Regions from separate parts of the Mus musculus genome. Here all the other regions are linked to region 5. A link is a contact called in public promoter capture Hi-C data. All regions are on one chromosome and are shown on one strand. The core of a region is the stretch at or near the end of the contact, and the rest is flanking DNA. Distances in the headings are between cores, read along the strand shown.

The links. Promoter capture Hi-C pulls out the DNA fragments that hold promoters and counts their contacts. Capture Hi-C pulls out chosen DNA fragments and counts their contacts.
Region 1: a promoter capture Hi-C map of pre-B cells shows a contact between it and region 5, with 3 times the contacts expected there. The contact joins the promoter of Caml here to the promoter of Tspan17 in region 5. A contact is called at or near these places in 1 of 39 promoter capture datasets (pre-B cells) and 1 of 9 other capture datasets (adipose tissue).
Region 2: a promoter capture Hi-C map of pre-B cells shows a contact between it and region 5, with 3 times the contacts expected there. The contact joins the promoter of Dok3 here to the promoter of Tspan17 in region 5. A contact is called at or near these places in 3 of 39 promoter capture datasets (3T3-L1-derived adipocytes, liver and pre-B cells), 1 of 484 Hi-C or Micro-C datasets (embryonic stem cells), 2 of 115 datasets of contacts at active chromatin or transcription factors (pancreatic cancer cells and stem cell-derived neural progenitor cells) and 2 of 9 other capture datasets (adipose tissue and embryonic stem cells).
Region 3: a promoter capture Hi-C map of pre-B cells shows a contact between it and region 5. The contact joins the promoter of Drd1 here to the promoter of Tspan17 in region 5. A contact is called at or near these places in 1 of 39 promoter capture datasets (pre-B cells) and 1 of 15 datasets of contacts at CTCF or cohesin (large pre-B cells).
Region 4: a contact with region 5 is called in a promoter capture Hi-C map of pre-B cells, with 2.9 times the contacts expected there. The contact joins the promoter of B230219D22Rik here to the promoter of Tspan17 in region 5. A contact is called at or near these places in 2 of 39 promoter capture datasets (neutrophils and pre-B cells), 1 of 484 Hi-C or Micro-C datasets (muscle stem cells) and 1 of 115 datasets of contacts at active chromatin or transcription factors (large pre-B cells).
Region 6: a promoter capture Hi-C map of liver shows a contact between it and region 5, with 2.2 times the contacts expected there. The contact joins the promoter of Sfxn1 here to the promoter of Tspan17 in region 5. A contact is called at or near these places in 1 of 39 promoter capture datasets (pre-B cells) and 1 of 9 other capture datasets (liver).
Region 7: a contact with region 5 is called in a promoter capture Hi-C map of pre-B cells, with 5 times the contacts expected there. The contact joins the promoter of B4galt7 here to the promoter of Tspan17 in region 5. A contact is called at or near these places in 3 of 39 promoter capture datasets (hippocampal neurons, liver and pre-B cells).

Annotation. Positions count from the first base shown.
Region 1 is chr13:55,621,571-55,624,844 of GRCm38.p6, reverse strand. Caml (calcium modulating ligand) reads right to left here and starts at 1,840. Exons shown (of 4, transcript NM_007596.2): 1 at 1,589-1,840; 2 at 1-134. The coding sequence starts at 1,754.
Region 2 is chr13:55,526,772-55,530,180 of GRCm38.p6, reverse strand. Dok3 (docking protein 3) reads left to right here and starts at 1,643. Exons shown (of 5, transcript NM_013739.2): 1 at 1,643-1,732; 2 at 2,544-2,849. The coding sequence starts at 1,667.
Region 3 is chr13:54,053,515-54,057,305 of GRCm38.p6, reverse strand. Drd1 (dopamine receptor D1) reads left to right here and starts at 1,648. Exons shown (of 2, transcript NM_010076.3): 1 at 1,648-1,745; 2 at 2,693-3,791. The coding sequence starts at 3,113.
Region 4 is chr13:55,691,287-55,694,606 of GRCm38.p6, reverse strand. B230219D22Rik (RIKEN cDNA B230219D22 gene) reads right to left here and starts at 1,483. Exons shown (of 2, transcript NM_181278.2): 1 at 1,260-1,483.
Region 5 is chr13:54,787,194-54,790,686 of GRCm38.p6, reverse strand. It overlaps Tspan17 (tetraspanin 17), which reads right to left and starts at 1,282. Exons shown (of 8, transcript NM_028841.3): 1 at 1,006-1,282. The coding sequence starts at 1,092. It overlaps Eif4e1b (eukaryotic translation initiation factor 4E family member 1B), which reads right to left. Exons shown (of 7, transcript NM_001033269.3): 7 at 2,228-3,402. The coding sequence ends at 3,291.
Region 6 is chr13:54,069,790-54,073,195 of GRCm38.p6, reverse strand. Sfxn1 (sideroflexin 1) reads right to left here and starts at 1,351. Exons shown (of 11, transcript NM_027324.5): 1 at 1,264-1,351.
Region 7 is chr13:55,598,220-55,602,015 of GRCm38.p6, reverse strand. It overlaps B4galt7 (xylosylprotein beta1,4-galactosyltransferase, polypeptide 7 (galactosyltransferase I)), which reads right to left and starts at 2,120. Exons shown (of 6, transcript NM_146045.2): 1 at 1,824-2,120. The coding sequence starts at 1,873.

The DNA.
Region 1 (3,274 bases), core at 591-3,090, 830 kb before region 5:
CACACCACCGAGCTGGTCAGCTCCTCCTCCATCGACTGAATCACCAAGCACTACCCTCTTTGAAACTGAAGGGATGCTGAGGGAGTTCAGTTTGTCACTGTCCTGTGGCTTTGATTTTGTTTGATTTTCTTCTTCTGAGGGGGGAAAAAATAAAGCCTTGTGTATTACATATTCACAAACACCTTAAACACTCCCACTGCTGCTAGAACTTGGTCTCTGAATCCAGACAAATACTGATGCAGAAAACAAAGCCAGCTCCTTCGTCTTCACCTTCAAAATACAACGCCGCAAAACTAGCACTCTGGCAGAGGGGAGTTCAAACAATGAGGACAGAAACTACCAAAGTTAGCACGGGATGTCCCAAGGAATAAAGAATAGCTCTTTCACAGACAAAATACTCAAGAGGTGTGCCTCAGTTTCTTTCACTAGCTAATACTGATAAAAATACAAAATCATTGAAGTCTTTCAAGGTTTCTATTTTACAGTTGCATTTCTAACTGTGAGCACAGGGTGTGGCGCCGCCTGTACCCACTGTTGCTGTTCCCGGGCAGCTATGAGCAGGCACTTTTAGGATGCTGTTCTAGCTTTTAAAGAGAGAACTCTAAAAATGATAAAATTTTTCAAGCAAAAGAACAGAATAAGAAAGGGACTTGAGAAAGACAAACACCAACACTTTAAGAATATCTTCAGAATGATCACTACAAAAAAAATATTTTCTGTACTGTTTCAGATGATTTTGAAAGTGGTAGCCATATCTCTCATTTATATTGTCTAGAAGTTCAGAACTATATCTCTAACGCCTCAGAGAAATTCTTGAGTTCTACCAAGCTCACAAAGAGCAACTAAAAAGCCAATTACTAAAGGAAACACCCAAATCGAAACTTAGAGAGGCCAAGCATAGTAGAATTCAATTGTGTCCACAAGAAAACAGTGTCCTGGACACAAGGTTGCATGAAAGATGAATTTTCTTAGGGCAAATGCAGTTATTGAAACGTGATGTATGTATGGTAATGAAAGGAAATCTCTGCAGGGACATCACATCTTTCGGGAGGACCTGTGTGACAGGTGATAATTTTGAAAGCAATGAGCATAGCCACCAAGATAGGGAAATAGGGTCTCTAATCCACAACGGACGGACCAGCCAACAGTTGAGTAATGACTGATGTGGTGGACGAGAGTTACGAAGCAAAAGGCAAAAGCTATGTCATGGGGAGTAACTGGGAATAAAGGCATCTGGAGCTTATAGGAAAATCTCCCTGGGAGGTCTGGGGATAAAATGCACAGCCTTCAAGAAAGGCGAGTAATCAGGAACATAGGGGTTGTCTCAGATAACCGTACACAGAGACTCAGGAACGAAGGCTTTGTAGCCAGGGTGGAGACGACCTCCGGGCAAGGATCCAAGAAAATAGGAAGCAACAAGGAGCGTCCTGGGGTTAAGCGACAATATAATATGGGTCGTCACCTAGGGAGCGGTGACAGAGTTCGGTCAGAATGCATTTTGGGGACAAAATGTTTACGAGCTGGAGTGGGCAGAAGGAGCTTGAAGACTCAAAGAGGTGGGCGGGAGACGGGAAACCGAAGCTCTCACCCGAGCCGCTCCCGGGCCTGTGAAAGCCCATGATCCGGTTGATGCGTTGCTCGGAGTTCATGAGCAGCTTTCTCCTCCGCAGCTCCGCTCGCCGCTGAGAAGCCGACAGGCCCGACGGCGTCGCGGGTCTTTCCCCGCCGTCCGTGGCCGCAGGCACCGGCTCCATGCTTTCTCTACGGTCTAGATCAGGCTGACGGTAAAGGCAAGGATGACTTATGGCAGGGCCGCAGAGTTCGCTCCCACTCCCACTGTAATCCCGCCCTCTAAGGGGCGGGAACTGAAGCGTGAGCATGCGCTAATCGGCTGCGCCAGGCTCTGCCGCCATGTTCAGTGAGGGCAAGCCCAGTTCAAGGGTTCCCTCTTCCTAAGTTGGCTCGCAGTGCTCAGGTTTCTCGCCACCAGGTTACCTCACAGCTGCTCTCGAAGATGAAGAGACGGATGCCCTCCTGATGAGTGAAATGACAGTGAGGAGCAGGTCCATTTTATTCTCTGCCAGGAAGCAAAATGGAGGTTGCAGCGGCGGGAGCTTTTTACCAGCCAACGCGTCTCTGCTCCTTGGATACGTAATTGCGGGTGCGACGCTCTCCGGGAGCGTGGCCCTGGGATTTGGTGGCTGTGGTGATCCTAGTTCTTTACTGAAAATGTCTGGACAACAAACGAAGGAGCCTCAATCCACTATCCAGTCCCAGGCCGTCCACTTCTCTATGGAGCTGCAGAAAGAGCTCTCTCTCCTTCTTACTAATCCGGGAGTCACACTGCGGACTCTGGCTACACCTAACAGCCTTGCCTCGGTAGCCAGAGAGCTCACGTTAGGAACAGACAACGGGCCTGGGCTCGGTTGTATACTCTTCGTTTGTTTTTGTTTTTCGAGACAGAGTTTCTCTGTATAGCCCTGGCTGTCCTGGAACTCACTCTGTAGACCAGGCTGGCCTCGAACTCAGAAATCCGCCTGCCTCTGCCTCCCGAGTACTGGAATTAAAGGCGTGCGCCACCACCGCTCGGCGGTATTATTATATATTACAAAGGATCCTGCAGTCTGAACCAGCTTGTTCATTCTGAGTTCTCTCCCCAGCTCAAGTGGTGGCGTGCTGAAGGAATGCGAAGAGTTAAAACCGTTCAATACTAGCCAGATTTAGTATTTCGGGAAGTGCAAGCTTGAGCAGTTAAAATTAACTGTTTCATTCCCTGCGAAGCCGCCCATTTGACATGGCGTGTGCCAGCTGTTGGGCTTTTCAGATCAGACCTGGTACGTCTTTGGTGAAGCAGCAGCTGAGGAGACACCCCAGAGCTCACCATAGCCCATGAAAAACCCAAGGAAGGGGTCAGGCCTGAGCACAGTGATCATATTAAGGTTAGAGGCAATAAACTAATGAAAGCCATCATATGCGGCAGTGTTTGTCAGCAAGGCAGATCAGGTTCCCATTTGATGGGCAACCAAGCAATGAAACACACCCACCCAGTACGAAATGGAAGCTCAAGATGCAATTGATGCATTCCATCAGTAGACAAGTGGCTCCAGAATTTTGTTCTACACCAACAGATTATCAACTAGTGGTAATTAGCCTGGTATGATGGTGCATGCCTTTAATCTAAGCAATGAGGAGAAAGAGGCAGGTGATTCTCTGTGGGTTTGATGATAGCTTCGTCTACACAATCAGTACAGCCAGAGCTACACACTGAGACCCT
Region 2 (3,409 bases), core at 394-2,893, 740 kb before region 5:
CTGACACTGCCATCAGCTTTAGTCTTCCTGTAATGGCTGCCCTCCCTGCCTGTGCAAGTTCCCAGCCAGAAGTCCTCTGCTCTGTCTGCTGAGGAAGTGGCAGATGCCACAGAACTGTCATTCTGGCCACAGGCACCCTCTAACTCTGTCCTGCCCCATTCTTCCCTGGGCTATAAAGACAAACCAGCCAGGCTGATGCTGCCACAGCTGGGGAGCCACAGGTAAGATGTGTACATGCAGATGTTGCAAGACTGGCTGGCCCACCAACCAGGACGTCATCTTGCAGTAAGAAGGCCAAAGGAAAGGTACAGCAGGTTGCAGGTGTCTCCTCGTAGCCCTTCTGCACGGGGACTCTGCAAGGCTTGTGCTGACTCAGCAAAGGCAGCAGTTGCTCAGGCTGGCTGTCACTCGGTGTGTGGCCTCAGGCAAGTTACTCAAGTTATCAGCCTTGATTTCCTCATCGCTGAACTGTCAATGAGAAAAGAGGGCAGAATCAGGCTGTATGAGCTTAGAGCTGCCTGGGCCACAACCACGGTGGGCATGGAGCCAGGTGCCAAAGGTCTCGTGGATGTATTTCCATGTGTACTGTGTGACACCCCCACCCCCAAACAGCATTCCTCAGCTGGGTTACAGCATTCTTACCCAAGGTGACATTACACAGGTGACAAGATACTTCCATAATTTGTATTCATGCAAAGCCCCAATACTGGCCTCCAACAAGGCAGGTCAGGTGGGGTAGGGCAAAGCCACTGGGCAGGAAGCAACCCTTTAAAGCATGTGACCTCCCTGGGGAGCATACTGGGGGCCTGCCGCCTACACTCATGACAAACAGTGAGACTGGATATGGAGCCCTTGTGGCCTGCTGCCTAAAATGTCTGTTGTGTGGGGCTTCACTCTCCAGCCTTGGAGAGCAGTCAGGGAAGGCCTCCAGGAGGAAGCAGCTACCTGTGGCAGGGCAGAGCAGTGGTAAGGGGTGCCCAGAAGGGCCTCATCTGAAGAACTGCACTTCAGGGATTAAAGGCAAGCAAGAACAAATGGTGTGGAGTTGCCCAGACTAGACTCAAGGGAACAACAGAATTGGTGGACACAGCCAGGGAGGGTCCAGGCGGTGTGAAGATCGAGAGAAGAAAGTGAGCTTTAGAAATATTTCTGAGTGATAACAGCAGTTGCCTTAGCACACGCAAGGCCCTGGGTTGATCCCAGTTTTACAAGAGAGGCAAATGTGCCACTCAGAATGGCAGCCAGTTGAGCAATGTGGAAAGAGAAGGGGCCAAGGCTGTGCACTCCCCTCCTCACGGTACACAGCTGGCTGGGAATGGGGGAGAGTTCGGAGCTCATGACTCAGGGTGTCCACCCTGTGGTCAGACACTCAGATCCGGCTGATCCAGGTGCATGTGCAAGAGGAGGTCCTTGCCCTGCACCCCATCCCCGACCCCACTGGCCTCAAGCTCCCCATAGGCAGGTATGGTCTCCTTGGAGCAGCAAGAACCCTAAGGGAGAGATTGGTTCTGAGCACTGTCCCTTAAGTGAAGCCCGGGCTCCCCTCCCCCTGGCCCTGCAGCTGTCTCTGGACAGAGGGAGGGGGAAGTGGCCAAAAAACGAGAAGTAAGAGAAGTTCCTGTCCAGCCTGTACCAGTCTCCCCGGAACTTCAGAACTGCGGTGGCCATGGAGTCTGTGGAGCCCCCGGTCAAAGACGGCATCCTCTACCAGCAGCACGTAAAGTTTGGCAAGGTGGGAACCCCAGGCTGCCAGCCGTGGGCAGAGGAGGGAAACCCCTGCTTAGCCACAGCTTAACTAGACCTGAGGGAACTGGGGACGGGGTCTGGGTGAGGTGAAACCCGGCAATTTGAGAGTGGAGGCTCTTGGCCCAAGAAGGTTAGGGATGAAGCATCCTTTGTAAGACTGCTTCATATAGTGGTAGAGATGCCCAGACCACGAGAGGACTATAAGAATCAAAACCTATGTATATAATGGCTCCAAGGCTCCTGGAGAAGGCCAGGGCCTGTATGGCAGGAGCCCTCCGAGGATGGAGCAGACAAAGGCTGGTTCTCCAGGTACTGGGGAGGAGATGGGGTGAGGATTCGTTTTTTTATTTTTTTCTCCTTGAGCATCAGACTGTACACCCACAGTTGAGCTACAGCTGCGCCTGGGCAGATAAACCGTCTGTTTCCTTCGCTAGATGTCATTTGCATGTTTCCTTCCTTACCAGCATGAAGCAGAGGCCGGCTTCCCACCCCACCCAGCCCATGGCCCAAGTGCCCTTTTGGGTTGTGTAACAACAGTGTCAGTTGCTCTGCTCCAACCACTAGATACTATTAACTGTGCAGGTCATCCAGATGAAGGCAAGGTGTGATTTGAACTCAGGGCTGACCAACCCCAAGTATGGACTTCTCCTTGCCTACCCCAGCCCCAGCAAGGCCTCCTCCTTCCTCTGTAGCCCAAAGTCTTAGGAAGGCAGAAGTCAGCCAGCCAGTTGCTAAGCAGCTTGCACAGAGCCAAAGGGCAGGGGTGGCTTTCTTCCCAAGGGTCTCCTTTCTTACAGAAATGCTGGCGCAAAGTGTGGGCTCTGCTGTATGCGGGAGGCCCATCAGGGGTAGCTCGGCTAGAAAGCTGGGACGTGCGTGATGGTGGCCTGGGACCAGCAGGCGACAGGTCCACAGGGCCCAGCCGTCGAGGGGAACGCCGGGTCATACGCTTGGCTGACTGTGTATCTGTCCTGCCTGCGGATGGCGAGAGCTGTCCCAGGGACACTGGTGCCTTCCTGATTACCACCACTGAGCGAAGCCACCTGTTGGCTGCACAGCACCGCCAGTCCTGGGTGGACCCCATCTGTCAGCTGGCCTTCCCGGTGAGTATGACATGAACTAGCCTGCTGGGACCACCTCACCCCGCTCACCCATGTCCTTGCTTAGTCAGATCCTGCCACATGGTAAACATTGCCAAACCCTGTGAATATGAGCAACAGCTTAGAAACCCATAGAAGGATCCTATATTCTATGCATGTTATAGAGAAAATGAAACCGTAGGTCAGGAGGATGTGTGGGCCTGAGCCCTGAATGACAAGAGCAAGCCCCCAAGGCAGTGGTCTGAGACAGGTGTCTGAGCCAAATGGACAGGTACTGGAATACAATGGTATCATGAGCAAAGGCCCTGGGGCAGGAAAACATGGTGTGTGTAAAGGAGCAGAAGTAGGCCAACCAGCGGCTTAGGCACACAAGTGTGAAGACATTGGAATGTTCAGTGAGAGCCTATTGAATCCACTTTGGGCCACGTGTGGGTGAGAGGTTTTCTGATGGACCAAAGGGGATGGCTTTGGGTATTAAAGCCAGAGACTAATGGTGGTAAAGTCTCTGGGTTCATGACAGAAGAGACAAACACGCCTGACTTCCTCAGCAAGTTGATCTTGGG
Region 3 (3,791 bases), core at 399-2,898, 730 kb after region 5:
CCAGAGGGCCCTTTGTCCTCATCTTCCTCATTTCAGGGAATTGCAGGGTAGGAAGAGCAAGAGGAGTTGCAATTCCAGACTCACACAACCATCTTGGACTGGAAACATCCTCTAATTTGTGTTCGCTGGTCAAAAATGAAGAAGTATGGTGAAACAAAGTTCCAATTGCGTAGAGAGCGACTGCTTCAGGGATGAGAATCCCCTGAGGGTTTTACCCTGTGCTGACTCACGGCTCTAAAGCAGAGTTTCTCAATGTGTGAATTTTGACCCCTTATGTGTATGTGTGTGTGTGTGGGGGGGGGGGGGGTCACATAACAGACAGCCTGCATATCACATATTTATAGTATGATTTATAACACTAGCAAAATTACAGTTATAGAGTGCAACAAAATAATTTTTTGGTTGGGGGTTGCCACATATTGCAGCATTAGGAAAGTTGAGAGCCACCATTCTAAAGGCATGTGGTTCTTGGGGTATATGTCTGATCACCAGTCTGTGGAACTTGGTGTGTGGCAGCAAGACTGCCAGTGGGAGGACAAACCGGGAGCACAGGTGGAGGAGGACTGGTGTCAATCATTTGACTACATCCAAAACCAAGATATGATTTCTGCTGGCTAATTAGGAGAGCTATTTAGGTTGTATAGAGAAAATTCGGGCATTCAGTGTGGTGTGTGGTTCTCATGGAGACAAGACTACTACCTTTTTTTTTTTTTTTTTTTTTTTTTTTTTTAACTGGTCTCTGAAGAATTTCTGGCCACCAAGGACTGACTGAGTCCATATCTGGTCCCAACTCTTAAATAAGTATTTCATTTAATTTTTACATCAGTAAGCACAGGAGTCCAGGCAAAGTGATTTCCAAGTTCCATACTTAATCTCTTTTCACACAGATGGGAAGGCACTCTGGGGCTGCGTCTATGCACTAAACGTCTCTGAGGCCACACATTCCTGTCTCTGCTTTATCCCTGTGCTAATTGTTTAGATAGTGGGCTCCATCCTAGACACGGCTGTGCAAGCGACAGTCAGGCAGACAGGCCACCATCTTCATTAGCTACTGTGTTAACGTGGAGTAGAGCCCACAGTCTTTCTGAGCATCACTGTCCACACAGATGAAATGAAGCTGTGCAAGCCAATAAGGAAGGAGTTTTGCAAGATGTCGAACATCATGAGGTGTGTGTGTGTGTGTGTGTGTGTGTGTGTGTTTAGGGGACACAGAGGCTGCTGAGTTTATGCCAGGTCTCTGATCACTTGCACAATAAGTTGACATGTTGTTCTCACTGCTGCTCCAGCCTTGGCACACAGGGGACACAAAAGGAAAATCATGGCTTAGAGAATAAAATGCTAGCCAAAGGGACTTCTTATTCTTGTGAGTTTTTAGGGGCATTTCAAACGAGGGAGGCTAGAGCGCGGAAGACCTGCCTCTCACCGTCCAGATTCTGGCAGAAGGGGACAGGGAAAAGCATGGTCGAGGCCCTGCATCTTGGTTACACACACTGGCTGAGGCCCCTGTGATCTGAACCTGCTAGGGCGCAGGCGGGGTGTAGGAAACCAGAGGCCCCGGCAGAGGGCGCCGGGTACCTGCTGAGAGTGCGGCACCGTGTTTGGGGTGCTTGTGGGGCGCGGGTCACGGGCTGCACTCGTGAGTTGACCGCAGAAGCGCCTTGGCGGGCGGAGCGCGGAGAGCAGAGCGAGCGGCACAGGAGAGGGCGCAGGGTTGGCGGAGTCGGGGAGCGTGGTCTCCCAGATCGGTGAGCACTCTCGTCCTGGGGCTTCCCGTACCCCTGCTGCGGGGCACTCAGTGACAACTCAGCGACGTGGGCAGTGTCCAGGACTAGCAGGGCGTGGGTGTGGGTAGGGTCAGCTCTGACCCCGAGCTTTGGGTGGAACTTGGAGTTGACCCGGAGAGGCGCTGAACGAGAGTTTGGTTTACTTGATTTGAGCATCAGGATTTGTTCCTCAGGTTCTGTCTTGTGCCAGGGTCCCCCGGGGAGGGGTGGGGGGATCAGGTAGCCAGAGAGGGCACAGCGATTAGGTAGGCGTCCCACACCCCTGCTCCAGCTGTGCCTTCAGTGAACCACGTGTGGCTGTCGCCCGCCACTCTGCCTGTCAAGCTCAGCCCACCACCGGGGCCGGGAGGGGACGCGGAGGCGGGGTGGGCTGTGCCCCGCTGGAACCCAGCCGGCCGGTGCCCTCGCTCGCTCGAGCTGTTGTGCTTGCCTGGAGCTCCTGCCACTGCTGACAGGGAGCGAGCGGGTGGCTCCCCAAGGAGGCTCAGGGTCCTGCCCTAAGAACGAGGAGCCAAAGGGGTGCCCAGAGCTGGGCTTCCTCAGACAGGACAGAAGCTGTTCCAGTCCTGGAGGTTCCTCTCCCAAGGAAGCTCCGAGAACCCTCCTGGGGGCGGGGGCAGCAATCTGTAGGTGGGCAAGGTAGCAGGAGGGGCGCCGCTTCCCTGGCACCTGGCCTGGGATTCCTTTCCCAAATCCATCCCAGAGATTTTTCTGCATGAGGAGGGGGAACACTTGCTCTGCTGGAGGGACTCGTTGAGTCCAGGGGTTTTGGGAGAAGTGACTCTAAAGCAAGGTAGGTGGTCTTGATGGACTTGTCCAGGGGGTGATGGGCTGAGATTTTGTGTAGCCAAATAGGAGGTCTGCACAGAGTATTGGTGAACGACTTTGTGTTTCCCTTTGCTTTTTAGGGCATTTGGAGAGATGTGGCACCAGGGGCTTGAAGGAGAAATGCATGTATTTTAGGCTGTGTCTCAGAAGAAGAGGCAGCATCCCCGAAAAGTGACTGAGATTGACCAGGAAGAGGCCCCAGACTCTTAGAGTATGCTTAAAAGCCTATGCATTCCTTGGGGAATCTAGGGACCAGCGGATGCCAGGGAACAGCGACCTGGAGCACTGAACCCAGAAGACAGGTGGAAAGCAAGCGGCTCTTCTTCCTGGTATGGCTTGGATTGCTATGGAGATGCTCCTGATGGAACACCATTGTGCTTTTGTCCAGACAGCAACTGGGGCTGGAGAAGGGGCTGGGTGGTGAGTGATTGGGGGAAGTCTGGCTAAGCCTGGCCAAGAACGTGAGGGCTAAGCCACCGGAAGTGCTTTCCTTCTGGAAGATGGCTCCTAACACTTCTACCATGGATGAGACTGGCCTGCCAGTGGAGAGGGACTTCTCCTTTCGCATCCTCACAGCCTGTTTTCTGTCCCTGCTTATCCTGTCCACTCTCTTAGGGAATACCCTTGTCTGTGCCGCTGTCATCAGGTTTCGACACCTGCGGTCCAAGGTGACCAACTTCTTTGTCATCTCTTTAGCTGTGTCAGATCTCTTGGTGGCTGTCTTGGTCATGCCCTGGAAAGCTGTGGCTGAGATTGCTGGCTTTTGGCCCTTTGGGTCCTTTTGTAACATTTGGGTAGCCTTTGACATCATGTGCTCCACGGCATCCATCCTTAACCTCTGTGTGATCAGCGTGGACAGGTATTGGGCTATCTCCAGCCCTTTCCAGTATGAGAGGAAGATGACTCCGAAGGCAGCCTTCATCCTGATTAGCGTAGCATGGACTTTGTCTGTTCTCATATCCTTCATTCCAGTGCAGCTAAGCTGGCACAAGGCAAAACCTACATGGCCCTTGGATGGCAATTTTACTTCCCTGGAAGATGCCGAGGATGACAACTGTGACACGAGGTTGAGCAGGACATACGCCATTTCATCCTCCCTCATAAGCTTTTACATCCCCGTAGCCATTATGATCGTCACTTACACCAGTATCTACAGGATTGCCCAGAAGCAAATCCGGC
Region 4 (3,320 bases), core at 234-2,733, 900 kb before region 5:
TTGAGGTTTGTCTTCATAACAATCCTCCTGCCTCACCAAGAAAGTAATGGGTGTAAAGGTGTTAACCAACATGCTTGGTCAGCTATTACCTTATGTTTTAAATTATGCTTGTCTACATGAGAACAAATGAGTGTGAGTCCCCCCGGGGTGCAACACATGGAGTTACATTTGGTTCCCAGTGCACCGTAGTGCAGGGAGCCAAACCCTACTTCTCTTCAAGCCTGGTACACGCTCTTAACTGCTTTTTTTCCCAGCTATTCTTGGATTCTTTCCATGCAAAGTTCACTAAAATGATGCAGGTTACATTTGAGAAAAGTGGGCGGAGGAATTTCTCTTAAGACGTGGGTGGAACATAAGCTAGGAGTTAACAGAACAAATCGTGTTGCAAAGCAAAGGCTACAGTTGGTTTTGTTTTGTTTGTGGTACTAGGGGTGGACCCCAATGCCTTGCACACATCAAACAAACGAAGAAGCATCTTTTAAAATGGTGCACCGGTAAGTTTAAGGAAGCCAGCGAGGAGTTTCACTGTGACTAAATTAGTAGTTTTGAAGGTCTGCTGCGACCTGCTTTCCCTTAAGTTTTACTGTGGGTGTTTAATCCTGCCGTCTTCCAATGAAACAATCACATTTCTTTCTTTTTTTTTTTTTACCTTGAATGTGGCAGACATTGCTCCCAAAAAAACTATTTTTAGTAAATTCACAAGGCACCTTTAAGCTTTGTAAATATAGCAAAGCTTCAAAGGCCCACACGCCGTTCTCCTCCAAGGATCAAATATCCCACAACCCTCGGTGTTTTGTTACTATCTAGCTAACTACTGTATATAATCACATATGATTTTATAATTCTAAACAAGTGTGGGAGGCCGTGTCAACCACTGAGGATGCTGCTCCGCTCCCGCCTCCCGAGAAGTTTACACAACATAAATAACGGTCTCCTTTGTCTTCTCTGCGCTCCTTAGCCGTGCCCCACGGCGCTTCCCCAAGTCAGCATCCTAACGGGACCCCGAGGCGTTCCCCGCCGCGCTCTCGGGATGCGGGGACGACCGCAGCTCCAGGGCGAGACTGCGGCCCCGCGCCCACCCTGCAGCCCTGGCTGCGCGGCCCGCGCCGTGACTTCCGCTTGCCGCGAGGCCGGCGGGCGCCCGGGCGGAAGTACCGCGGGGAAGGAGGCCGCCCCGGAGGAAGGAGGCGCCCGCGCTCGCCGCCGCATCCCGCATCCCGCTCGCCGGGCCCCGCGCCAGCCGCCGCCCCGCGCCCTACCTCGGCCGCTCGGAGCCCGGCCCTCAGAGCGCCCAGGGGCCGCCCATAGGCAGGAAAGCTCCCGCCCGTTCCGTTCACTCCGGCCGCGCCCGCTCCGGGCGGCCCTGTCCAGTCACGGCAGAGGGCCGGCGGCGGCGGCGGCGAAGGCCACGCCAGCGCCCGACTCCCTGGAGCCCTCACCGCGGGGCCCCGGACGCGGGAGGAAGAAGCCGCCACAGCCCCGGAATGTGAGCGCCGCCTGCGCAGGCGCAGGCACGCCTAAGTATCGCGAGACTCTTCGCGCGGCCCGCGAACGGAGTGCGCAGGCGCGCGCGAAGCGGACGGTCCCTGTGCGGAGCTCCAGTCCCGCCAAGATGAGCGAGCGGATGGTCGGCTCGGTGACTTCCCAGAATGCAGGGTCACTCCGTGACGCAGGCATCGTTTGAAGCCCGCTGCAGTTGTCCAGAAGCCGTTTACACAGCTGTTTGAAAACGATGTTTGCTCATGCCTGTCTGCAGCCCTTAAGACTCATTCATTGTCTGGGGGCTGGAGAGATGGCTCAGTGGTTAGGAGCACAGACTGCTCTTCCAGAGGTCCTGAGTTCAAGTCCCAGCAACCACATGGTGGCTCACAACCATCTGTAAAGGGATCTGATTGCCCTCTTCTGGTGTGTCTGAGAGCTACAGTGTACTCATATACATAAAATGAGTTTGGAGTCAACCTGGGCTACAGAGCATGAACAAACAAAAATAAACCAGCAGAAATGTTAGGCACGGCAATATGAGTAGGCACACGGGTGACTCATCATGGTCAGGGTTCACAGCAGAGGTACCAGTAAAGCTTGCTTCTTTCCTGCAGCTAGCATCTCAGGGGTAAGGTGGAGCTCCCAGCCTTACCTCAGTCTTTGAGAATTTTCTAGCCATGGTACTTACTATCCTTGGGCTTCAAGTTAGCTCATCTCCAGGCAGCAGAAGTATTCCCAAATAAATCTAAAAGAAATGTTGAAAATCCTTAGTCATCATGGAAATGCAAATAAAAATGATTCTGAAATCCCACAATGGCTAAATAAATAAATAACCAACTCAAAACTGGGCAGTGGTGGCGCACGCCTTTAATCCCAGCACTTGGGAGGCAAAAGTAGGCGGATTTCTGAGTTTGAGGCCAGCCTGGTCTACAGAGTGAGTTCCAGGACAGCCTGCCTTGAAACCCTCCCCAAACAAACAAACAAACAAACAAAAAGACTCAGTGTCTGCCCTTTAGTTTCTTAAGGGTGGGTAGGGCAGGACTGCCCATATCCAAACATGAGAATATTCAGATGGTGATGGTGTTAGGGCTCTCAGATGTAAGATGTGTAATAATTAAGGTATTTTATGTGGGGTGCCCTGTAGTATTTAGTTTTTTTTTTTTTTTTAATCCCTGACATCTCTACAATGTGCCATATCCTTTATCCTAAAAGGCGGAACCACTAGCCTAATTCCATTTGGCGGTATTTCCTTCTGAGTCGCTTGGTTGTAGAATTATCCTGGATTCAGAGTTCTTACTATAAGCCCGGAACATGAAATTGATAGTATTGGGCTGGAGTTATGGCTCAGTGGTTAAGAGCACTGACTGTTCTTCCAGAGGTCCTGAGTTCAATTCCCAGCAACCACATGGTGGCTCACAACCATCTGTAATGAGATCTGATGCCCTCTTCTGGTGTGTCAGTGACAGTACACTTACATACAGGAAATAAATAAATAAATCTTGAAAGAAAGAAAGAAAGAAAGAAAGAAAGAAAGAAAGAAAGAAGGAAATTGACAGTCTTCTGTCTCTAAATAGACTTCTGAGGGAAAACCAAAACCTCCCCAGCAGGAGGCAACAATAACCCTAGATTCCCCATGGTACCCAAGGAGCAAACAGCCCCTCTCTTCAAAGGTACTAAAGCGGGCATTAACAACATAGTTTTGCTATTATTGTTTTTTTTTTAATGGAAAAAAAAAACCCACAAATCCCAGAGCTGCCAAGGAGACTCCTGTCTGATAGAGAGAACCACTGGCAGCTGCTCCAATGGGCCTTACTTCGGCCACAACTTAAGAGGAGCCA
Region 5 (3,493 bases), core at 33-2,532:
GTAATCCCAGCACCCAAGAAACTCAGACAGGAAAACTGCAGCAAATTGCAAGCCAGAATGGGCTAGAGTGAGACCCTGTCTCAACAACAAAAAACTCTCGTTTAATCTAACAACCCAGAAGGATAAACTCCAATACTGGCTCCTCCAAGGCTGGAAAGCTAAAGCCCAGAGAGCAAAGAGGCTCGCCCAAAAGCCTCTGGACAAGGCCTGCTACACTCAGGCCCTTTGACTTCCAGGCCAGCGCTCCCTGTAGCTGCCCACACCCTACAGAACAGAAGACTGCTGACATCCAAGGACACCCACCACAGGGCAAACCCGACGGCTCGTGGGTGGAGAACAGAGCCGCTGAATCCTGCTGAATGCAAGTGGGAAAGGCCTGGCATAAAGGACAGCAAGCACAGCCCGGCTTTGGCGATAGGATGGGGGAGGGAGAAGAGAAAGATGACTTGGCAGGACCAGGACACAGATGCCACACAGAAGGAAGCCTCTGTTTGTTTGGTCAGCTATGGAATGCTGAATTCTGTTCCCAAGGGACAGTTCCCTGTTCTCAACTGGAGCTCCTCTCCCTGCAGAGGCAGAGGCCTTGGCTTTCCTCTCTCCTAACCTCCTGGCTCACAAGCTTCTGAGCGTCTGTAGGGTAGACTCGGGGCTAGGACCCAGCCTCGCGAACCTCACCGCACCATGCTGGGAGCTGGAGTGGCCGGGAGGCGGGGCGGGGCTGGTCCGCAACTACCGCGCCCCTGCAGTCTTCCGGCAAACGCCGCCCCCTTTTTCGCCCAAACTTGGGGCTGCAAAGAGAGACTCCCAGCACCTCCTGCTGGGACTGGGTCCCGCCCCCCAGCTATCCCAGTAGCTCCCCAGAATAGTTGGGGACGGGGCATCGGGGTGGAGGGGGTGGGGGACAGTCCCTGGTCGCAAGCTCCTGAGACGGGATCTCCCTCACCAGCAACTGAGACTCCCTAACCCCTATCCTCAGCGCAGAGCGAGAAGCGGACTCGCGCTCACCCAGAAGACAATGTTGAAGCCAAACAGGAAGTATTTCCCGCAGCAGCCGACCTCAGGGTCCTGGAATTGCTGGTGCTTGCCGGGCATGGTGAGCGGCCACCTGCCGTCCCGGGAACCCGAGCCGGTGACCGGCCCAGCCCTCTGCGGGCCGCCCAGGCCTGGAGCAGCCCCGGGCCTAGCCCGGTGGCTGCGGCTTCATGGTCAAAGCCACACAGCTCACCGGCTGCCCCGCCCGCTGTGGCACCGCCCACGGCGCTCGGACAGCCACACCCGGAGTGCGGTGCCCTCATCCGACCCCGCCCTCCAACAGCGCTCCGGCCCCGCCCACAGTGTCAGTCCACACCCCGCCCCAGCAAGGCTCGGTCTTCTTGGAGCCCCGCCCACGACCCCGTCCCAGTCAAGTTCAGTCCTCACGGGCCCCGCCCATAACCACGACTCCGCCCCCAGCCGGGCTTAATCCTCTCAGGCTCCGCCCATGCCTAGCCGCTGTCCTCCCGCAGTCCCGCCTACGCCCCGCCCAAGGCTCTGCCCTAGCTAACTTCTGTTCTCGAGCTCCGCCTCTAAACCGGGTCCCGCCTCTGATGAGCCCCAAACCCCGCCTCCAACCGGCCTCAGTCCTCCTGGAGCTCCGCCCTACTCAGCCTCAGTTCTGAGCCACAGTCGGCCTTCTTGGAGCCACGCCCAAGACATCCGTCTTTTTTTTTTTTTTATGGTCCACAGGTCTCACTTCTCCCCAAGACCCTGCCTCTGGGCCAGGCTTTGGCTACACCCCAGTCACACTCAACCCCTTGCAACCCCCACCTCTGAAGAGTCCCCGTCTCCTCTCTAAGTCCGTCCTCCAGTTAGCTTCTCTCAAGTTCCCCAAGTCCTCCAGAGGCCCCAGATGAGCCAACTGGCAAAGCTGGTGAGCCAAGTGTGAATAATTACAGTGGATCTCCAGTCTAAGATTCAAGAACCAGAGGAGTCCACTCCCCAGGGATAAGTGGTTGGGAATAGTGGGACCAATGAACAGTGCCATGCATTCACACACAGTGTAGTTGAATACAAACAGGCTGGCGTGCCATGCCACGCCTGTTCTGTTTTGCCTATTCCTATGGTCGCCCTGTCCCATACCTACTTGACTGCCTTGATACCTGGGATTCACCAGAGTCCTTCTGATGCAAAACAGGACAGAGCAGATGCAGGTTTAGGTACGTCTGATCTTAAATATTTAGATTCCAAGTTTGTTCCAGAAGTGTTTATTTAGATACAGAAAGGGCCTTAAGCATCATCAGCATCAAGTGAATCCCTCCTAACAAGACCACGGTGAAGCCTAACTACCACTGTAATCTCTTCACTCATGAAGGTTTATCCATCCATCATTTCAGCAGGAGGAGACACACAGAATCCATAGGACTGTCTTCAGATGGGAAGGCTGTGCAGGGCATTCCCAGTTCCCAGTCCTACCTGTCTTTACACAAATTCCTCTCTAACCTAGTCCATACTTGAAGGGGGGGGGGAGGAGAGAGGGAGGGAGGGAGAGAGGGAGGGAGGGAGAGAGGGAGGGAGGGAGAGAGGGAGGGAGGGAGGGAGGGAGGCAGGGAGACAGGGAGGGAGGGAGGGAGAGAGGGAGGGAGAGAGGGAGGGAGAGAAGGAAGGAAAGAGGGAGGGAGGGAAAGAGGGAGGGAGGGAAAGAGGGAGGGAGGGAGAACCCAATCACAACTGGTCCAGGGAAGGAACAGGTGTTAGGATGGGTACCCAAGCTACAGATCTGATGAGGGTAACCCCATAATCAGCCTTTAAGCTCACAGAGAACTGAACTCCTAACCCTTAATATCAGTGGCCTGGAACCATCCTCCCAAGACAGAAGAGCCTGCCTCAGGAGTCTCCTGTCCTTGTTTGGCAGGGTTGTGCCAGGACTTTGCTTTACCCTGCCCTTGGCAAATGGCCACGTACAGGGCTAGCGATTGAGAGTAGTTTATAAGCATTGGCCAGCTGCCATGAGGCCTGAGCCCAAAACATGCTGAAGAAGTTATTATGGATGCAGGCACAGTGATGAGCTGTGGCAGTCCCAGGTCTGTAGGCTGAAGCAGGAGAGTGGCTTAAGCCCACAAATACGAGGCCAACCTGGGCAACAGGTAAAACCTTATCTAAGGAGTGGTGCTTATACATGTTCCAAGAGAGGTAAAGAACCAGGCTGTCTGCCTCCCCCAAGCCCTGCCCCAGAATCCACAGTGCAGTATAGTCTTCCTTGTCCATCAAGCAGCAAGATGAGGGTGCCCACTGAGTAGTGGCTGAAACCGGTCTCACACCACAAACTTGTTTGCTAAGTTGTTGCTCTTGGCAGCAGTGTCTGCATGGGCCTGGTACCCAATGATGGTCTTCGTAGAGATGCCCAGGCGCTCTTTGTATATTTGCCTAATGTTGGAGACAGGGTAAAATGGCAGACATAACCCAGGCCCAGTTCTTCTGTTCAGATATATCTCCCTGGTTCCAGCTCCAGCCTCAC
Region 6 (3,406 bases), core at 102-2,601, 720 kb after region 5:
TGTTATTGCTGTGAATGTGACAACCTCAGTCCTGGGAGGGGGGTGGGGTGGGGGGTGGGGAGGGGTGGCCTGAGGTTCTGGGACTTCCTGCTGAACTTCCATTTGTCCTCTAAACAGCTCTCCTTCACACAGCAAGCCTGAGTCCAGCATTCTAAGACCCACAAAGTCCTCTTCTTTACCTCAGTGCTCGCCTCTCTACTCCTGCCTCTGCCTGGAACAAGGACGGAGAGAAAAATCTAGGCAGTGGTTTTCAACCTTCCTAATGCTGTAGCCTTTAATACATGGTTTAGTGATTCCTCCAACTATGAAATTATTTCGTTGCCATTCCATAAACATAATTTTGCTACTGTTATGAATCGTCATGTAAACTTCTGATATGCAACCACAGTTGAGAGCTGCTGACTAGAGGCACCCAAAGTAGGTGCAGCAGATGAGGGATCAGGAGTGTGAGAAAACTATAAAGGGAGAGTCCCGGGTAAAGGCCCAAATTCTGAAATCCAGCAGAACTACGCTTTTCCACGAGGTCTCTCAATCGTCACATCGTCACTGAGGGACAAAGTGGAAACAATATATATACTCGGATTGCCTGGCTCTTCTCCCTGGCCAGCTGTGACACTTTAGGCAAGTTATTCAAGTTTTAATGCCTCAGTTTTCAAATCTGGATTATGGATTTGGCAGCATTGGATGAATACAAAAGTCAGAGATCTAACTCCGGAGGCACAGACCTTAGTGTGGTCATTGTCATTCTGGAGGCGGTTGAACCTGAGATGATCAGCAGGAACACGATGTGGGAGCTGAGGGTGAGGGTCCCACGGTTCTACCTGGGACACTTCGGTCCCTTGAAGAGATTAAGAGCTGGAGGTCGGCCACCAAGTGATCTCCACGCGGACCTCCGGGTCCCAGCTACTAAGAGCCACCTGGTCACCTGGCAATTGCGCGCGCCCATCCTCGTGGAGACAGTCCCCTGGCAGCCATCTTGGCCGCCTGCACCCAGCATGTTTCGTCACGCGGTGGCTAGGGACGCGTGGCACGGTGCGTGATGCTCCCCTTTCACATCTGTTCCACAAGATCAGTTCCACGCTGAGGCCTCCCTAGCCCCAGTCTAGAGCTGCGGACTCACGAGGTCCCGGGCGTACGTAACCCGCCTCAGGCATACCCCAGCGCGCACAGTGGACCCTACTGGGTCCCCTGCAGCCCCCGAGATTGCGCCATCCCGCGCGCCTCCGGCTCCCCGCGCGCGCTCCGCAGCCCCCCGCCACTCACCGCCTACCCGGCCGCCACCCGCGCCGCTCGGTCCCGTTCGGCGCCGCCTCCAGCTGCCGGAAGCGCCGCGGCCCCGCGCGCCGCCCCCAGGAGCGCGGCCACGACGCGCGCTCACGACGCGCGGCCCCGCCCAGAGGTTCCTGCCTCTGCCTCGGTGTCATTCATGGCTTTGGCTGCTGAGCTCCGCAGTCTGCGCACGCCCCATGTGCCCGCGCTTCTGCTTCTGGCCACACTGAGAACTCCTAAGTTCATCTTAGCCGCAGCCCGGGTCAATGCCACTGTTTTTCAATTTGGTTTTTTTTAGAAGACCACCCATCATCATTGTTCCTCCATTCATTTGGGCTAATGCTTCTTTTTTTTTTTTTTTTTTTTTTTCCATTTTTTATTAGGTATTTTTTTTTTTTTTTTTTTTTAAAGATTTATTTATTTACTATATGTAAGTACACTGTAGCTGTCCTCAGATACTCCAGAAGAAGGCATCAGATTTCGTTACAGATGGTTGTGAGCCACCATGTGGTTGCTGGGATTTGAACTCGGGACCTTCGAAAGAGCAGTCGGCGCTCTTAACCACTGAGCCATCTCGCCAGCCCCTAATGCTTCTTAAAATGGGGGAGCTTGGCACAGCCAGCCCTCTAAGAAAAACTAGACAATACAAGTGCCACCTTCAAAAGAGTCACTGGCTGCTGGACAGAGATGGGACCATAGGGGAGGTGCAGACCAGAGGTCATGAGCTTAGTCAGGTTGGACCTGGTTAGACCAGGTTGGACGATGAGGAGAGAAGCATAGAATCTCGGACGCATTCTGAAGGCCAGCACAATACAACAAATAACGAATTGCATTCTCTGCACAGGTAGATAAATCCCCTCCCCCTTTTTTTAAAGACAGAAATTCTACCCCAAATAACCTCTACAAGCAATGAGATTCCGAACTGAATTTGGATTCTGTGTGTGTGCGCTCACACACACGCGCGCCCATTGAGTGTGTCTGTCTGTATCCCAATAAGGTGACTGTAAAACGTATATGAGAAAACAAAGAGCCCAAAACAGCTAAAACACTTTGAAGGAGTAGATTGTCCTACAGTTACAAACACAGAAGAATGGTAAAAAAGAAAGGATGTGTTTGTACCAGAATCAATGAGGAGCTCCATCCAGCCAATCAGACATCCAGGACAGGCTGAAAAAAAAGGTCACCAGAGGGGAACATGGGGGGTGGGAGTGGGGATCAGGCTTCTACCTTTAGGGGCTTCTACTGTGGGAGACTGGCCCAGAAGGCCCTACTAACATTGTAAAGAAAAGCAGTGCTCCTTCTGAGTGTGGATGATGTGACCAAGGCCACACTGATCAAATTAAATACCCATAGGTCTAAAAGAGCTGTTGCCTTGGAGCCTTCTGATCCACTGCTTCAAGCTCCAGCTGCCTTGACTTCCACTGGGTGATGGACTGTGCTTTCCAACTGTGACCTAAGATAAACTCCTCCTTCCCTTGGGTGGCTTTTGTTGGGATGTTTTATCACAGCAACAGAAAAAGAAACCAAGACAGTCCCCACATTAAAAACTGGTCTAAGCCAAGAAGATAGTTTGTCTGTTACTGCTTTGTCCCATTGCACCGTGCTCGTTAAACATGTCCCTTTATACCTAGTACTGTCTTGCGTGAATTCTTTTACTGCCCAACCTCCCCACCATACCTGTGGCTCCTGAATATACTGCATCACAAGGCAGTAGGATACACTGCCTTAGACAACAGAAAACTAACTCAATTGCAAGTGAATTCATAAAACAAACATGGAGAGCAGAGCTTGGAGCAATATTTCTCAGACATTTTCAATGGTATTCATTATACTCAGAACTTCCATATGTCCTTAGTCTGATTCTAAAGCAGACTGAAAAAGGACTGAGAGAGAAAGCAAAGACCCAATGTCCTGACTGGTTTTCTAATCAACTTGACACATGTTAGAGTCATCAGAGAGGAGGAGTCTTAGTTGAGAAAATACCTCTATAAGATCAGGCTGTAAGCAAGCTGGTGGCACGAATTAATTTTTTAATTCGTCATTGATGGGGGAGGGAGGACCCGCCCATTGTGAGTCATGCCACTCATGGGAGTCTGGCCCTAGGTTCTATGAGAAAGCAGGCCGAACAAGACATGAG
Region 7 (3,796 bases), core at 871-3,370, 810 kb before region 5:
GGTCTACAGACTGAGTTCCAGGACAGCCAGGGCTACACAGAGAAACCCTGTCTCGAAAAACAAAAAACAAACAAACAAAAAGAACGTGTGCCCAAGGACACTCTCACTCTTTGCTCTAAAAGCCAAAACCACTGAGGGTCCCAATTTTATCAGTAAAAGTGATGATACTGAACACAGACAACAGAGGCTGCTGGTGCCACCTGGTGGTCATCTTCAGAACTGCAGTACTGGCTGCTCCCACACTCAGGTTCTCAGGGATGATTTAGAAAAGGGATGGTCTCCTTTACCTAAAGCTAGTTAGGGGTGCTTCAAACCCAAGTAAGCTCGCACTAGAGCTACCACCCAGTTACTACACTATTTTATATATGTCCCATGAATCTTTGCCACTGTGTCAAAAGCACTGAATGGACATCAATCTATTTTTCTGAGAACACAATAACAGAAAATGATCAGAAGATGGCAATTCTCCTCTATAAACTATCTTCACCATTCTTCAATGAGCCCTTACAAGTAGATATTATGATATTCATTTCAGAGATGGAAAACCGAGGTCAGAAAAATTAAGTGGTCTATTTCTGGCCACCATGGACCATGCTTCTACTATATTACTGTCACCTTTTAACACCAAATCTGAAAAAAAAAAAGAAAAGAAAAAGAAAAAGAAACAAACACCCCAAAAGTGTGTCCACTAAATTCTAGAGCCTTACAATATCTAACAAATGTGTCATTCATTAAGTGAATATACACTAACGTGTTGGGGGAAAGAAAATGGGGGCCCCCAACCATAAATTACATTGTTCCTCCATACCTGTGACTTTGTTATTGTTATGGATCATAATATAAATATCTGATGTATGCAACCCATGGGGGGGCGCGACCCACAGGTTGAGAACCACTGGACTAGCCCAAGGTCCAAACAAAAAGATGCTTCAAGCCTAAAAGTGTAATGCCCCATAAATCTAGGCAGGAAAATCACCTCCGCCATTCTGTTTCAGTGAGAAATATCTTAAACTCGGGTATGAGCCAGACTCACACCTAACACTTAAAGCAGACCCCCACACAAGTACAGCAGCACAGGAAATGAACTACTGGGTGTGTCTAGTATAAGACAGGCAATGGCTAACCAACCAGGAAGAGAACACAGGAAGCTCTGTCTGGTGTGATCTTCCCGGCCAACCGCAAAGTATGAGAGGGCATGAAGGCGAAGGATAGGATTTGAAGTCACATGGATATGACGGGGCAGACAGAAAATAAATAAATAAATAAATAAAGACCTTCAGCGCCACAACACAGAGAGATCCGCTGTAAGAAACGAACAGAATCATCTGCTACATGAAAACAGACAGACAAACACACAAAGGCACAGGAGAAAGAGTGGTTCTCAGCCTTCCTACTGCTGCAGCCCTTTTATACAACTCCTCACGGTTGTGGTGGTCCCCAACCATAAATGTCGTCGTTATTCCACATTTGTGGTTTTGTTATTGTTATGAATCGTAACATAAATGTCTGATATATGCAACCCAAGGGGGCCGCGACCCACAGGTTGAGAGCCACTGGACTAGTTCGCGGTCCAAACAAAAAGATCAATGGAGAGAGCAAGGCAGAGACCCAGACACAGGGACGCGCAGAATAGAAGCTAGTAGGAAAAGAGAGCCGTGCAGACAATACCAATGACGTTCCCCCCACCCCCAGAGAACCACAAACACTCAGGGTGACCCCCAGAAACCCAGATGCGACAGCGTAGGGCTGCTAAGATTTGCAGGAGGTCGAGAAAAGGAATGGCACCCAGGGGGACGCGGCTCCTGCCCGTTGCGGCCGCTCACCTGCCATCCTCCCAGGGCAGCTGCGCCGCTTTCCTCCGGGAGGGCAACATCGTGGCGGGACACAGCAGGACATGGGGCTCTGGCTCAAAGCCCCGCTGCCCGGCCTGCCCAGCCTACGCGGCGTCTCCGCCCCCGCCCCGCCCCCCGGTCCGCCGAGTCCGTCCCTCCGGTTGGGCCGGCTGCACCTCAGAGCCACAGCTTATAAGGTTCTGCTGTCTGGAGAACCGATGGCGGGACCTAGCTAGGTTCTCACTACATACAAGGGCCCACTGGATGTCACAAGAAAGGGAGTTCCCTCCCATCACCCAAGTCAAAGGCGACCAAACAAGCTAGAGACTAGCTGGAACTAGACGTGTACTGCATAACAGAACGTCTGGGATAAGGTACATCTTCCTCCTTTTTCCCCCAAGTGAAGGCTGGTATCATCGCAGCATTCCTACGGTCAGCCCAGCAGAGAAAGCACGTACTCTTGGAGCATAAGATCCAGTTCAGAATTCGGAGCTGATCTCGGAAGACTGATTGTGCTTCAAACACTGCTCTGATAATTTAACAACGCTGAGGCGAGTCGATTTCTCTGTGACGGTTTCATCACTTGGGTTATATAAATTGTTCGTATTCTGTGTGGTCATTGTAGGAAACGAAAACCCATTTGGTGCAGTGCTTGGCACAGTCACACTATATAAATGCTGTCGTCCGATTTGAGAACCTAAGGAATGAATAGGAGACTGAGCCGCCTCTTTGCCTGTGTGAATTTATCTACTCTCTTCCCCTCTTCCCCACCTGGGAAAAGAGAGGCAGTTACTAGACTTCATGTCTGTTCTTTCAGGCAAAATTTAATATTCTAATAAGTACCTAACATTTATTAAGTTTTACTTTGTGCTACTCATTTTTTTTTAAGATTTAGTTATTATATGTAAGTACACTGTAGCTGACTTCAGACAGTCCAGGAGAGGGCATCAGATCTCATTACGGATGGTTGTCAGCCCGTGAGCCACCATGTGGTTGCTGAGATTTGAACTCAGGACCTCTGGAAGAGCATCGAGCCATCTCTCCAGCTCCTGTTCTAAGTTCTTTATGGCTGTGCTTTTATTCAGTCTTTATGAATAGGTATTATTTCCATTGTGAAGATGAAAGGACCAAGGCACAGGCAGGTCATTGGTTTGTGTGCACAATCTTTCCAGCCACAATCCATGATCTCCAATTTCAAGTGCATTGTTTCAAGGTAGATCTTCACTATTGGTTAAGTTAATTGTTCTTAACTTTCTTTCCCCTCTTAAACCCTAACAAACACAACTCAATGATTTGCTCTGTGGCTCACCTAGGGCTCTGCATCCCACACCAGAAACTTACCAAGTCAACCATAGATGGGGCAGACCTTTTTTTTTTTTTTAATTTTCTTTTAAGATTTATTTTATATATGTGAGTACACTGTCACTCTCTTCAGACACATCAGAAGGCATCGGATGCCCATTACAGACGGTTGTGAGACACCATGTGGTTGCTGGGAATTGAACTCAGGACCTCTGGAAGATCAGTCAGTGCTCTTAACCACTGAGTCATCTCTCCAGCCTGATGTGGCAGATCTTAAAGGCAGGATTGACCTCCTGCAGAGACCAGTTAGGCAGGGCCATCAGGCGATAAGACAGTCAGGTGACCTGTTGCTCTAGTGTTAGACCTCAAACTCAAGAAACTAAATTTTACATAAAAACCCAAATTAGCCAGGCGGTGGTGGCACACGCCTTTAATCCCAGCACTCGGAAGGCAGAGGCAGGCAGATTTCTGAGTTTGAGGCCAGCCTGGTTTACAAAGTGAGTTCCAGGACAGCCAAGGCTGTACAGAGAAACCCTGTCTCGAAAAAAACAAAACAAACCCAAATGAACTGCTTTTAAATCAGTGTTCCGTTATTTGTCATGTTGACACTTGGCACTCTTGGTGAGCAATGTCAGATGGTTTTGACAAACCCGTCAGCACCT